Regions from separate parts of the Mus musculus genome. Here region 1 is linked to region 2. A link is a contact called in public Hi-C data. All regions are on one chromosome and are shown on one strand. The core of a region is the stretch at or near the end of the contact, and the rest is flanking DNA. Distances in the headings are between cores, read along the strand shown.

Region 1 (6,694 bases), core at 628-3,127, 77 kb before region 2:
TGTGCATTCATTTTCTATTTCAGTTATCACCTATCACCCTTTGAGGAAAAGATACAATTTAGGACGCAGCTATTTCAGTTATCACCTATCACCCTTTGAGGAAAAGATACAATTTAGGACGCAGCCTGAGGAATTTGTTTAGATCATTGACGTGTTCTCTTTTCTTTTTCTTTAGCATATGAATGTGCTTTACTATAGTTTAGTCTAAGAGCTTCTAGCTTTGGATCTTTAGGCCAAACCCACACATATAACTTAGAGCAGGGACTATTTCTATGGACAGAAAATTATTTCTTTCTTCTTAAAGGCTATGGGGGAACTCATGTAGTAAGAAATACACATGATTTAATTTTACAGTCTGTTATAATTCTTATAGGAAGTTTATTTCAGCCATACTTTGGGAGACCTATTATGTATACTTATATCATTTAAATTTGATCTTTGTACCCAGACTTGCTGATTATGCTGCTAAGGATTGGGCTAGCTATAATGATCTTCCACTGGGGATAAGAACAAGTAAGTGTGTGTATAATAACTCAACTTTTCTCAGAAAATACACTTTTACCTTCTTAGTTAAGGAAGTACTCTAACTCATACATTTACCTTTCAAATATAAATTCAGTTAGAAATATATCTTAAAGTAAAAATATATTTAAACCTAAAACTGAATAGACAGTAGTGTAATGAAATCGATGATAATGTAGAGATTTGTACTTTCTCCTGGGAATATATGTTGTGTGATTTAAGTATAGTCACAAGAGTATATAAATATATGAAAGATTAATGATAATCAATTTATAGTAAAGTTTATTGATTACTAAAAACCTTGGCTAAAATTATTTCAGTTCAAAAGCTCAGGAAGAATCAATCTCATGTGCATGGCATGAGGATATTTTTGGGTGTATATGACAGATTCTGGCAAATTATTTCAAACGACTTTTTGGGGTGTATTTCAACTGTATCTAGAGACATATTCTCAAATTTTTCTATGTTAGATTTCTGATTAAAATCTTACTTTTCTACCACAGTGAGCTAGAGCTTAACTTTTTAAAAATTTCCCCAGTCTCTTGAGATTTTTGCTGTCTTTCCCTTTAAATGTTACATAGAACAAACTATTAGGTATTTTACAGTGAGATACTGAAATTCCCATTGTGGAAAGAGAAAAAGTTAATAATAATGCAATATAAAAACAGGTGAGAACTAGCATAGTGCTTTTATAATTTGTCTTTCCTCAAATGCTCTCTGAGTTGTGATAGACACACACACACACACACACCACATGTACACACACCATATTGTCATATGAGTTAAAAATAAATTATTTTAATGATAAAATCCTCTCTTCAAACCTTTGCAGAAACTGATTTTTCCAAATGTGTTGGAGATATGTTGTGTGTATATCCAAGACTGGATATACCACAACAAAAGATGTCATGTGTGGGAACAATATCTAATTTTCAATTAAGACAGACGTGGACTTGTTATAAACCTTATAGTCTATAGAAGTTTATGAATTTGTCCACGTTTTAATTAAATCACCAATACTAATGCCTAACCCGGAGTTCTTTCAGAGATTAAAACAAATGTATTAAACATCTGGCATACTACTTGTCAAAGCAGTATGTACTCTGTCTTGCTGCAACCTCCTACTTATGTGCTTGCTTACAGATGAGCTGGTTTACACAGAGAGATAGTTTCTTATAAAGGGCTAGCACATATCTTGGAGTCAAAAATATCTTCTGAGTATATAAACATGGCTACTAGCACTTAGAAAAATTGTTTTCCATTGTAAAAAACAACTCTCCATATATAGCATAGTAAGAGATCGACACCTTGACCTTAAATGGCTCCTTTAGTAAAAGGATCGATCCCTTCTTTCACTAGAGGGCACCAAATCATGCCCTAAAGTAAAAACATCACAAGGGAATGGTTTGGGATGGGGGCCTGGCAGGCTGAAAAGCCTGGTTATAATCTCCATTAAATATCTCTTGGTGATCTCAAGGGGTGTGTAAGACTTTTAACCACGCTTGCTCGGGCATATTCTCACATGCATACAATTATATTCTGTGTGTCGAGAAATCTGATATGATTTAATTAAGCACAGGGGACTTTATTCTATTCAGTCCCTTGAAGGAAAGAGTGAAATCCTTCAGAAAAAAATATATATCATTGTACTTCACTAGGACAAGAGGGTGTATCGCTGTGGAAGCATTTGTCTAATTTCTATTCTCTCTAAACCTTTAATTCTTTTGTAGAAATAAACTGAATAGTGCCTTTGTAGCCTGTAGGACTTGTAATTCCCTGTGGGCCTTGTTTACTGATTGGGTGGATCCTTGATTGAAATGAGGATGGTGTAGATTTTAGTCTTCAGATTTATGTGATGTACGCATGACATTTAATTTCAAACAAACTCCTCTGGGGGTAGAAAATTGAGGGAAATGTATTCACAATTGTTGAAATTTTATTCTGAATGCCTAGTTCATTTCTATCCTCTGCTAACCAGCTGTATGTTGAGTGGCTTTTGTGAAGAGGAAAGATGCTATTGATGAAGTGAATATTCTTGCCTGTTATACTACACTGCTGGCTCCCCCTCCCCCTCTCTGTGTCTGAGCATTATAGTAAGCTGATTTTAGATCCATTGGCATATTGAACTCATTATATTCACTCTCTATCCTTTGTGTTAATGGACACATTGTTAATTAATTATTGTTTTCATTCCCTCCTGATATCCTATGATTTGATGTTTTTGTTTGTCTATTTTGTTTGTTTTGTTGGTGTGTGTGTGTATGTGTGTATATGTTTGTGTGTGTGTATACTTAGAACGAGGCAAGAAGATCATTGCAAACTTATGCCCAGCCTGAACTGCATGGAAACTTAAAACCAGACTGGGCTACATAGCAAGACTATATAAGAAATCCAACCTAATAAATAAATAAGTTTAAAAGAAAAGAAAAGAAAAATCACATGGCAGAATTCATGTTTTATTTTCATTAAGTACACATCATGAAACACAATGGCAATAAATTATTCTTGTGCAATATTAAAACACAGTCATTACATAGCAAATGATATTTAAAATTATCTTTCACATGTTCTGTTTCTCTCTGTCCACACATATATATCCATCTATCTATTATGTACCCATGCATATGCTTTTACCATATATCTATATCTTTATCTCTCTCTCTGTGATCTATCTGTCACTTATCTATCTGCATATCTATAATATCTATCATCCATATATCATCAATCATCTAAACTTACCTTCCCTGTATTGTGTAGATTTTTCTGTTTGAAATTTCTCTGTTTAGAGATGTTCACTAAGTGGCTAATCCACTTAAGTGACAGAAAGAACAGAATCGGATTTTTTTTTTTTCAGACAAAAAGTCAGATTATTATTTTTTTCTGTAAAATTGGTCTCTATACTGAGTATCAAGGAGAGAATGACTTCTGACATTGGAAAGAGTTTGTGAAGGAGTAGAATTGCAGTCTGCTCCTTATTTTCATGAGTTTCACATCTTCAACTTAAACAAGCAGGAAAGAAAAGTATTTGGAAAACAATTTCATCTGTAGAAAGCATGTATAGACTAATTTTCTTGTCATTTTTACCTAATCCATGTTTATATTAAATTTAGACACCATTGGGTTTAGAAAGAATCTAGGAATTACAGAAAGCATATGGGAAGGAATGCATAAGCTATATACTATTCTATATAAAAAAGATTTCACAATTGTAAACCTGGGTATTTGTGAGGGCTCTGGAGACGGTTCCTCACAGATACTAAGGTACTGCTCCTGATTCAGTGTTTACAGGTACATCTCAGCTAAAGCAAACAGCAAATACCTTGTTAAATAAGAAAGATGAATAATGATGTTATTATTTGATATGTTTAGTCTGATATGTTAGTTAGTTATATATGATTGCTGAAGTACATGTGTTAGAGTACTAAATTCAACCAGCACAACACCCTGAATTTGATACAGGGAGATAAAGAGGATTAGGAAGAGTTGGGAGAGAGAAAATTAGGATCAAAATATGTAGCATGAAAAGAAATATTTTTCAGTTACAGAAGAGCTGAAAATTTCTATGCATTCATGAAACCTTCCTATTCACCCTATTTCCTTTAATTAATTTTTTGTGATTCCTATGGGATAATTGAGATGATTATAGTGGAGCCTCTGATGTGGGAATTCCTCACATAATTGGTTCTGTATTTTGGTGGTTGTGGTAACTCATTTAAAGCAATATTTTATATTTGGCTTATTTTTAATCGTCCGAGTTACATTTTAAATGGTGTCCAAATTTTTTTTGTAACCGCACATGTTTTATTTTAAACTTTTGCACTTATCCACTGAAGCCTGGTTTGCTGCAAATAATAATTTTAAGTATATTATGCTTCTTATCTTTTAATTATTCCAGAAAAGATTTTATTTATTTCTGAGAACATTGCCTTTTAGTTTGAGTCCTGGTCATTTAATTTACTAAACAAACAAACAAACAAACATCTAAAAAACTAAAACAACCAACCAACCAACCAAACAAACAAACAAACAGAAAACCAAAACACAACAACAACAACAAATAGAAGAAAGCTTTTTCTCTGCCAGCCAAACAAGGCTGGCTGTATCATATTTAGAAAAAGGCAAACTCCACCCAGTTCTGTAGCTAACACACTTGCCTATAGCCACAGCACTAGTATCGGAAGCCACAGAGAGTTGAGATGGCAGAAACTTAAACAAAAGTTCTCAGCCATGCTCACGTGACTAAGAGACACTTGGCCCTGTAATTCAGGCCTGACTCTCTATAACTAGGTCCTTTACCCTAACTTCTTTCTTTCTAAGAATATAGCCTCTATGGAAACTGAAGGTCATGACTTAAGCCAATGAAAGAACTCTACTCACTTAGCTTTTTCATGCAGTCACGAAGCCTGGTCTCTAAGCTGAGGACCCGTTGATGAAGTTCTTCATAGTCATAGGCACCAATTTCCTCCTGAATCCCAGTGAGGACTGAAGACAGGTTCCGAATTTCTTCCTTGAACTGTGTGATGAGCTTTGCATCGGTTTTGTACTGCTCCAACACTGGGATCAGGGGCAGTAGCTCATCCATTTTCTCTTTCAACTCCTGGAGAAAGCAATAGAGTGTTTCCAAGAGTCATTCAAAACACAAAAGGCAGCTATGTTCTTTGAATTAAGACATGAAAAGGAGCTTATTAAAACAGCTTCAAAATTCTTCATTTATATTTTGGGTAACATCAGATAGGCTTTGGTAATGTAAGTGGCCACAAGACTCTTGGTAATAAATTTTCCTATCTCAGCTTGTCAACACAGCAACCTCTTTTTTGAGAGATTACATAAATTGCTATAAAATAAATTGATCTTTACCATAGTTAGCAATTATGGTCTTTTGGATTATCTTACTTTCTGCCAGTATTTTATAACCTGAATAATACATCATCTCATTTTGAAACTGAGACATGATCCCATTTTCTAATGATGTATTGAATAACAATACTGGAAAAAAATAAAAGATCTTATTCATTAGAGAAAATTAATTATTCCACAACTGAATACCTCCACCATAGAACTATCTAAAGGAAAATTCTCAATTCTAGATCAACTTTTTCCTTGACTCCTTGTTTCTAGGGACAGTTGTTGGTGTTTTTGGTGTTTGTTTTTGTCTTTCATTTGTGCTCAGGTGTTCTCTGTCCTTTGGAATAGTCACCTTAGGACAACTTATTAGGAAGGTAAGTTCAACTGCATGATAAATCATACAAAGCTTCACAAAAGTTGACGAGATGTATGCTGCTGTTTCAATTTTGAATTATTAACTAGACTAAGTGTCCATTTGTCTTCTAGTATAGATAATTAAGATGCCATTGCAGAAAGCAGAGTTACTTACCCACCATGTAGTGAATTAACTCCTTAATAGAACAAGTTGCATAACTTACATAACATTTGGGCCACTTGCACAGAGCTGTTCAACATTAAAACACTGATTTTTGTCAAGGGACCGAGCAATGTATGTTGTCAGTGTACCCCATTCCTCGTCATCACAAGCCTGGGACACAACCTGCACTTCTAGCTCCAACTTCTGCACTTGTCATGCATACTTCTTTCCCTTTAACTTGGTAGATATGAACAACAAAAGTATTGCAAGAGCTTGAGTTAACTGTGAATTTATTGCAGATGATATAATCTGTTGAAAGAGTTCCAAAGAATGATCCTTTGAGAATAACCCATAGGCTCTGTCAGAAGCCATACTGTATAATTATTTAAGGAGCTGAAAATTGCATTTTTAAATTACACTTAGAAAATGTTATTACTATAAATACATTCGAGTAGCAGAAGCTCCCATCGCTCCCCTGATTAATGGGCTTGTGTTTCTGGTGGGGAGACTTCTACATGCTCTTCAAACCTGGAAACCTTTGAATTTCTCTGTAAGTACAAGTTGAATGAGATGATTAAAATAATCTCAGTAATGAAAAAGATTAGTAACGTTTGCAGTCAAAAGGTAGAACTGCAGAGCTTGCTCATTTCAGGTCCATCTTGAAATAAATGTATTAGTTTAAGCATCTTGCAGTACCCCTAAAGGGAGATACAATTGTTTCATTAGAATTTTAATGATAAGAGTTCTGCTTATACGATTTGCTGCAAATTATAATAACTGCCACAATCGAACACTCTACATTTTACCGCG
Region 2 (7,471 bases), core at 992-3,491:
AGAAAAGGAAGATGAAATCTCACCATTTAATACATGTGTTAAGATTAATATTGGGCAAGACAAGCATTTTCATTAGAGGCTTTAGAACTGTGAACTAAACAGTTTTTACAGCAATTGTAGACTTGAGAAGCTCTTTGGAAGTTTATATTTGAGTGTGTTCTTGAATTATGCACAAAGATTCACTGTAAGATGAAGTAGAAAAAAACACAAATAGCAAGGAAAAGCTTGGAGGATAATGGGGCAGATATTTGATATAGAATGGATAGGCTGTATGGAGCTTATGAAGCTGTTGAAAGGTATATGCAGAGATTCAAAAATGCGAAAGGAATGTAAGGAGAGAATGAGTCCACAGTAATAAAAATGTGGATGTGGAGAGTTTACAGACAGCTTTTTTAAAAAAAAATATTTTTTTTTTTTAAGATTTATCCATTTATTTAATGTATGTGATTACATTGTAGCTGTCTTCAGACACACCAGAAGAGGGCATTAGATCTCATTACGGGTGGTTGTGAGCCAACATGTGGTTGCTGGGATTTGAACTCCGGACCTCCGGAAGAGCAGTCGGCGCTCTTAACTGCTGAGCCATCTCTCTAGCTCCTACAGACATCTTTAAGATGACTAACAATGTGATCAATAACATCTAAGGCCAACAGCTGAGAAGTTTTTGAAGGAAGAACATCAAACTAATAGGCTATTGCAACATTTCCAGCTTGAACTAGAATAATATAAGAGTAAGTGACAAATGGTTTGTATGTTAGAAGAGCATAATGATTTGAAGACATGAGAAACAGGCTATTGTGGGAGCAGGTGGAAGGAAAGATGTTAAAGATAAGTTGTACATCTCAACTGAGAGGATAGTGATAGCTATCAAAAATGGAATGTACTATGCAGGATGACTTGTGTTTTTTGATTTATTTGGAAGTGTTAATGATAAAGTAGGAAGGTACAATATCCTTTATTTTAAGCTTAGAAATTCTGGAGTTAGAAATTCTGGAGTGATATAGTAATTAGTGCATGATTTTAATGAAAGAAGAATCAAAGTGTTCAATATGAATAAAATTATCAGTTACTAGAGGGAAGATAGAACTAAATTAAAGCCATCTTTGACCAGAAATGAACTACCCAGTACCCCAGAGCTCACATCTCTAGCTGCATATGTAGCAGAAGAGGAGAGGCCCTTGGTCTTATTAAGATTATATACCCCAGTACACGAGAATGCCTGGGCCAGGAATTGGGAGTGGGTGGGTTGGGGAGCAGGGCAGGGGGAGGGTTTAGGGGACTTTCGGGATAGCATTTGAAATGTAAATGAAGAAAATATCTAATTTAAAAAAAAAAAGAAAGAAAGATTCAAAGAGGAAGAGAAGCCAGTGCTGTCAGTGGTCAGAAGTGTTTATATAGAAGAGAGGTAAATGAGGTGGGTTCTATGACAATAAGTGTGTAGTTGGTAAGTGGGATGGCATTGGCAGATTGAGACAAAAACTTCTGGATAATATAGGAGACTGTTTTCAATACAACCACCACCAATTCTATTTTATATAATAAGCCCCGACTGAGCTTTGACTATATGGCTTAAATTTGAGAAGCAGGAAATTCTGAGAAACTGGAGGCATCATGAGATGATCTGTTTCTACAAGTTTGGCAGCAACACAGATAGGACAGATGGTGTGGAAGCTTGAAATAAGTAGACTCAAAGAGAGGAAATGAATAAATTGAGAATTTGTCACCCAAAAGTAAAGGGACTATGAAAGGGAGGGTGTTGTTGTTGAAAATATAAATGAAACTAAAAAGAATATGGAAATAATTTAGATTAGGCAGGGCCAAAACCACTATTAAAAGAGAAATGTTTCCAAGAAATCATCAGCTATCCTACACACAAGAGAAAGGGAAGCTCCAGGAAAAATCAGCCTGTTAAGGAAACACCAGTTGGTTGATTCTAATTGTAGTAATCAATGAAAAAAATACTGTTTGTTTAAGCTCTATTACTTGCCAGGACCAAGCTTAGTGATTTACGTGTACTAAGTCATTTAAAGTTTTGAATGGATTTGTGGAGTGAGCATAGTAAGTGATCCTACTCTAAATGAAGAAAATTGAATCTTTGGGGAATGGAACTTGTTCAAGTTTCCAGTCAGAGTCAATTCTCAGAAACCAGCCTATTTTGGGTTTCATGATTCATGCTGTAGGATCCCATGCGAGGTGTATATTATGGAGATTTAACCACAATTGGTCTATGGACTTAGCACAGTCTGGGGAGAGAGAGAGTCTCTTAGCCACAGTGGTGATTCACTTGAAATTTGACTTCTGAAGGCATGTGTCTACTGCATTCCTGTAACTTCCAACAGAAGCCAGTTAAGAAGATGCTGGGGAATGCTAAGGGGTATAAGACTAATATTTTAGGAGAACATAGTAGAGGAAAAGTCTAATGTGAAAGTAGGGATTCATTTGAAATGGCTGACAGCAGAGTTCAATCTGGAAAGGAAAAGAAAGGATGCTTATAAAGAACGACGAAATGAAGGCACAGAGAACAAACACAGCCAGAGCTTCATAAGAATAACTCAGAGTTCTTAGGCACAAGAATATAAGGAAATATACTATAAGGGGAGTCATGGCTTCCAAAATAGGTGTCCTTGTGATAAGTAGGTCATATACCAAGGTTAATTAATCCTAGCTCAGCCTGGCAGAAAGGGTTGAATGTGACTGAAATAGACTGAAGGTGGGGTCACTTCCCTGACGGAGTGGAGGAGAAGGAGCATGAAGCCAAAGTGACCAGAGTTCCAGCCAGGGTGCCAGGTTAGTGATGAGCAGATGATGTTGGATTTCGATTTTATGTAATGTAGTTTTCTGTTGTGACTTCAGATGTTGTTTGTGATTTGTGATACCGAAGGACTGCTTGGTTTTGACACTTACTCTTTACTTTTTGCATATTTAAGGAAGAAGTTTAGAATAAAAAATACAATGAGCTTTCACAATTACACTAAGAAGAGAACTAGACATGCGGAAATTATATGTTCAAGAAAAAAATATTTGGGTCCAAGTATAAAGTCACAGGTGTGCACTATGATAAAGCCGGGCCGTGAAAAAAAACTGTTGCTTTTAACTTTTAATGAGTATATTTATTATAATGAACTACTACTTTGAACTTAATATTAACATCCTCTGTAGCTCCGATTTTAGGTAATTTTCTAAAGAAATTTTGTCTCAGAAAGTATAAAAAGACCACAGGGAAAAAAAAAACAAAGTTGATGGTTGAATAGTTCGGCTTGGGGAGCTTTCCCCAATTCTCCCATCACTCCATCCAAATGCATCTACTTGCTTGTCTATATGTTTGTGTGTAGGTATATGTGTATGTATATAAGCATGCATGAATACTTGTGGAGTTGATTGTGACAGACAGTAAAGTTCAGTCAGAATGTTGGTGTATGGATGTTTGAATGTATATATGTGTATTAGTCAGGGTTCTCTAGAGTCACAGAACTTATGGATAATTTCTAAATAGTAAAGGAATTTATTGATGACTTACAGTCGGCAGCCCAATTCCCAACAATGGTTCAGTCGCAGCTGTGAATGGAAGTCCAAGGATCTAGCAGTTACTCAGTCTCACGCAGCAAGCAGGCGAAGGAGCAAGAGCAAGAGCTAGACTCCCTTCTTCCAATGTCCTTATATTGTCTCCAGCAAAAGGTGTAGCCCAGATTAAAGGTGTGTTCCTTAACTCGGAGATTCAATCTTCTGGAATCCATAGCCACTATGGCTCAAGATCTTCAAACCAAGATCCAGATAAGGATCTCCAAGCCTCCAGATAAGGGTCACTGGTGAGCCTTCCAATTCCGGATTGTAGTTCATTCCAAATATTGTCAAGTTGACAACCAGGAATAGCCACTACAATCCACCCCTTGTCAACTTGACACAAATAATATCTCATGTTCACATGAAACAATAACAAGGTTGTAAATACGCCTAACATGATATAACTATCCCTCGTACAATCGCAAACGCATTAGTAAATTTACAATGGGCATTCATATTACTTTATAATCCTCGTTTCTGCAACTGGTTACGTGGCCTTAATTGGTATTTATAACTACCTTCCTCTACTACCCATTCTGTATTTCCTTCACCTTCAGCCAGCACCTCAGCAGGTCTTGGCTCTTTTCCTGGAGGATTGACCCATACCTTCATTCCTGATGGGTCTGCGTCCTTTGTCATCCTGCTTGGATTAGGCTGTTGTAGTTTCCCATTGACTTTAATCACAGGACATGGTAGTACTAAGAGACGCCCTAAGGGATCTCCTGCACTCCAGACATAATCTTGCTTACCACCATTGTGAAGAGGTAATCCAATTTCCCCATGGTAATCTGGATCTATCACGCCTCCTAACACTGTTATTCCTTTTTTAGCCTGTTGGTTTAAGGGCATTAGAAGCCCAAAATGACCAGGGGGAAGTCTGAGCTTCCAGTTCAATGAAATGTTTGTTGTAGCTCCTGGTAGGAGCACTCCCCTCTCTGGAGCCAAAACTTCTAAGCCAGCAGAACCTAGAGTTATGGGGACAGGAAGCAAAAATTTTCCTAGAGGGTCACTAGGAGTGATAGTAAGTGGAACTATTCCGTTTTCCACCCCTTGATTCCTGGACCCATGAATCCTGGCTATGGGTGAAACTGTACCATATATCGAGCGCTGATTCAAAGCATATACTGCCTTCTGAAGAACTCTGCCCCAGCCTTCCAAGCTGTTACCACCTAATTGGCGCTGTAACTGCGTCTTCAAAAGGCCATTCCATCTTTCTATCAGCCCAGCTGCTTCAGGATGATGGGGAATGTGGTAAGACCAGTGTATTCCATGATCGTGGGCCCACTGTCGTACTTCTCTGGCTGTGAAATGAGTTCCTTGGTCAGAAGCAATACTGTGTGGAATACCATGACGATAGATGAGGCATTCTGTCAGTCCGTGAATGGTGGTTTTAGCAGAGGCATTACGTGCAGGAAAGGCAAATCCATAACCAGAATAAGTATCTACTCCAGTAAGAACAAAACGCTGTCCTTTCCACGAAGGAAGTGGTCCAATGTAGTCAACCTGCCACCAGGTTGCTGGCTGGTCACCTCGAGGAATGGTGCCATATCTGGGGCTCAGTGTTGGTTTCTGCTGTTGGCAGATCTGGCAATCAGCAGCAGCTGTAGCCAGGTCAGCCTTGGTGAGTGGAAGCCCATGTTGCTGAGCCCAAGCATAACCTCCATCTCGACCACCATGGCCACTTTGTTCATGTGCCCATTGAGCAATGACAGGGATGGCTGGGGAGAGAGGCTGATTGTCCACAGAACGGGTCATCTTATCCACTTGATTATTGAACTCCTCCTCAGCTGAAGTCACCTTTTGGTGAGCATTTACATGGGACACAAATATCTTCACATCCTTTGCCCATTTGGAGAGATCTATCCACATACTTCTTCCCCAGATGTCTTTCTCACCAATTTTCCAATTGTGATCTTTCCAAGTCCCTGACCATCCAGCCAATCCATTGGCTACAGCCCATGAGTCAGTGTATAATCGTACATCTGGCCATTTCTTCTTGCAAACAAACTGTAATACCATGTGTACTGCCCGAAGTTCTGCCCACTGTGAAGATTTCCCTTCACCTGTGTCTTTCAAGGTTGTCCCAGAAAGGGGTTGTAATGCTGCAGCTGTCCACTTCTGGGTGGTGCCTGCATAACGTGCAGAGCCATCAGTAAACCAGGCTCTAGTCTTCTCCTCTTCGGTCAGTTGATCATAGGGAACACCCCATGAGGCTATAGGTGCATGCTTGGCAGCAGATGGCATTGTAACAGGAGTAGAAACCATAGGCATTTGAGCAACTTCTTCATGTAACTTGCTTGTGCCTTCAGGACCTGCTCTGGCCTGATCACGTATATACCACTTCCATTTGATAATAGACTGCTGCTGTGCACGTCCCACTTTATGACTTGCAGGGTCTGATAGTACCCAGCTCATGATGGGTAGTTCAGGTCGCATAGTGACTTGGTGTCCTATTGTCAGACGTTCAGTTTCCACTAAGGCCCAATAGCAGGCCAAGAGCTGTTTTTCAAAGGGAGAATAGTTGTCTGCAGATGATGGTAGAGCTTTGCTCCAAAATCCCAAAGGCCTTTTCTGTGATTCACCTACAGGGGCCTGCCAGAGGCTCCAAACAGCATCTCTATCAGCCACAGACACCTCAAGTACCATCGGATCTGCTGGGTCATATGGTCCAAGTGGTAGAGCAGCCTGCACAGCAGCCTGGACCTGTTGAAGGGCCTTCTCCTGTTCCAGGCCCCACACAAAGCTAGCAGCTTTCCGAGTCACTTGGTAAATAGGCCTAAGTAACACACCCAAGTGAGGGATGTGTTGTCTCCAGAATCCAAATAGACCCACTAAACGTTGTGCTTCTTTCTTGGTTGTAGGAGGGGCCAGGTGCAATAACTTATCTTTCACCTTAGAAGGAATATCTCTGCATGCCCCACACCACTGGACTCCTAAGAATTTCACTGAGGTAGATGGTCCTTGAATTTTGGTTGGATTTATTTCCCATCCTCTGATACGCATATGTGTTACCAATGAGTCCAAAGTGGTTGCTACTTCCTGCTCACTTGGTCCAATCAGCATAATGTCATCAATATAGTGCACCAATGTGATATTTTGTGGAAGATCCAAACGATCAAGATCCCTTCTAACTAAATTATGACACAGGGCAGGAGAGTTAATATATCCTTGAGGCAAAACTGTGAAGGTATACTGTTGGCCTTGCCAACTGAAAGCAAATTGCTTCTGGTGGTCCTTATGGACAGGTACTGAGAAGAAGGCATTTGCCAGATCAATAGCCGCATACCAGGTGCCAGGAGATGTGTTAATTTGCTCAAGTAAGGAAACTACATCTGGTACAGCAGCTGCAATTGGAGTTACTACCTGATTTAGTTTTCGGTAATCAACTGTCATTCTCCATGATCCATCTGTTTTCTGCACTGGCCAGATAGGAGAGTTAAATGGAGATGTGGTGGGAACCACCACCCCTGCATCTTTCAAGTCCTTGATAGTGGCAGTAATTTCTGCAATTCCTCCAGGAATACGATACTGTTTTTGATTCACTATTTTCTTTGGCAGAGGCAACTCTAAAGGCTTCCATTTGGCCTTTCCAACCATAATAGCCCTCACTCTACAGTTCAGGGAACCAATATGAGAATTCTGCCAATTTCTGAGTATATCTATCCCAATTATACATTCTGGAACTGGGGAAATCACCACAGGATGTGTCCGGGGACCTACTGGACCTACTGTGAGTCGGACATCAGTCAAAACTCCATTAATCACCTGCCCTCCATAAGCCCCTACTTTAACTGGAGGGCCACAATGTTTCTTGGGATCCCCTGGGATCAGTGTCAACTCAGAACCAGTATCCAGCAGACCCCGAAAAGTCTGATTATTTCCTTTTCCCCAGTGTACAGTTACCCTTGTA

The links. Hi-C and Micro-C count contacts between places; a contact is called where the count stands out from the background.
Region 1: a Hi-C map of cerebellar granule neurons shows a contact between it and region 2, with 1.9 times the contacts expected there. The contact joins two enhancer-like sites. A contact is called at or near these places in 5 of 484 Hi-C or Micro-C datasets (cerebellar granule neurons, cerebral cortex, embryonic stem cells and 2 more).

What each region holds. Positions count from the first base shown.
Region 1 is chr3:115,100,229-115,106,922 of GRCm38.p6, reverse strand. It overlaps Olfm3 (olfactomedin 3), which reads right to left. Exons shown (of 6, transcript NM_153157.3): 4 at 4,900-5,119. Among named protein-coding and RNA genes, the nearest start is that of Olfm3, 23 kb to the right of the region's middle. Within about 2 kb of position 1,877, at least 1 of the 459 cell types and tissues checked has an H3K27ac peak or open chromatin away from gene starts, as enhancers often do. A contact at or near this core is called in cerebellar granule neurons, where this site is marked.
Region 2 is chr3:115,022,996-115,030,466 of GRCm38.p6, reverse strand. It overlaps a transcript of Olfm3 not described here. Among named protein-coding and RNA genes, the nearest start is that of Olfm3, 54 kb to the left of the region's middle. Within about 2 kb of position 2,241, at least 33 of the 459 cell types and tissues checked have an H3K27ac peak or open chromatin away from gene starts, as enhancers often do. A contact at or near this core is called in cerebellar granule neurons, where this site is marked.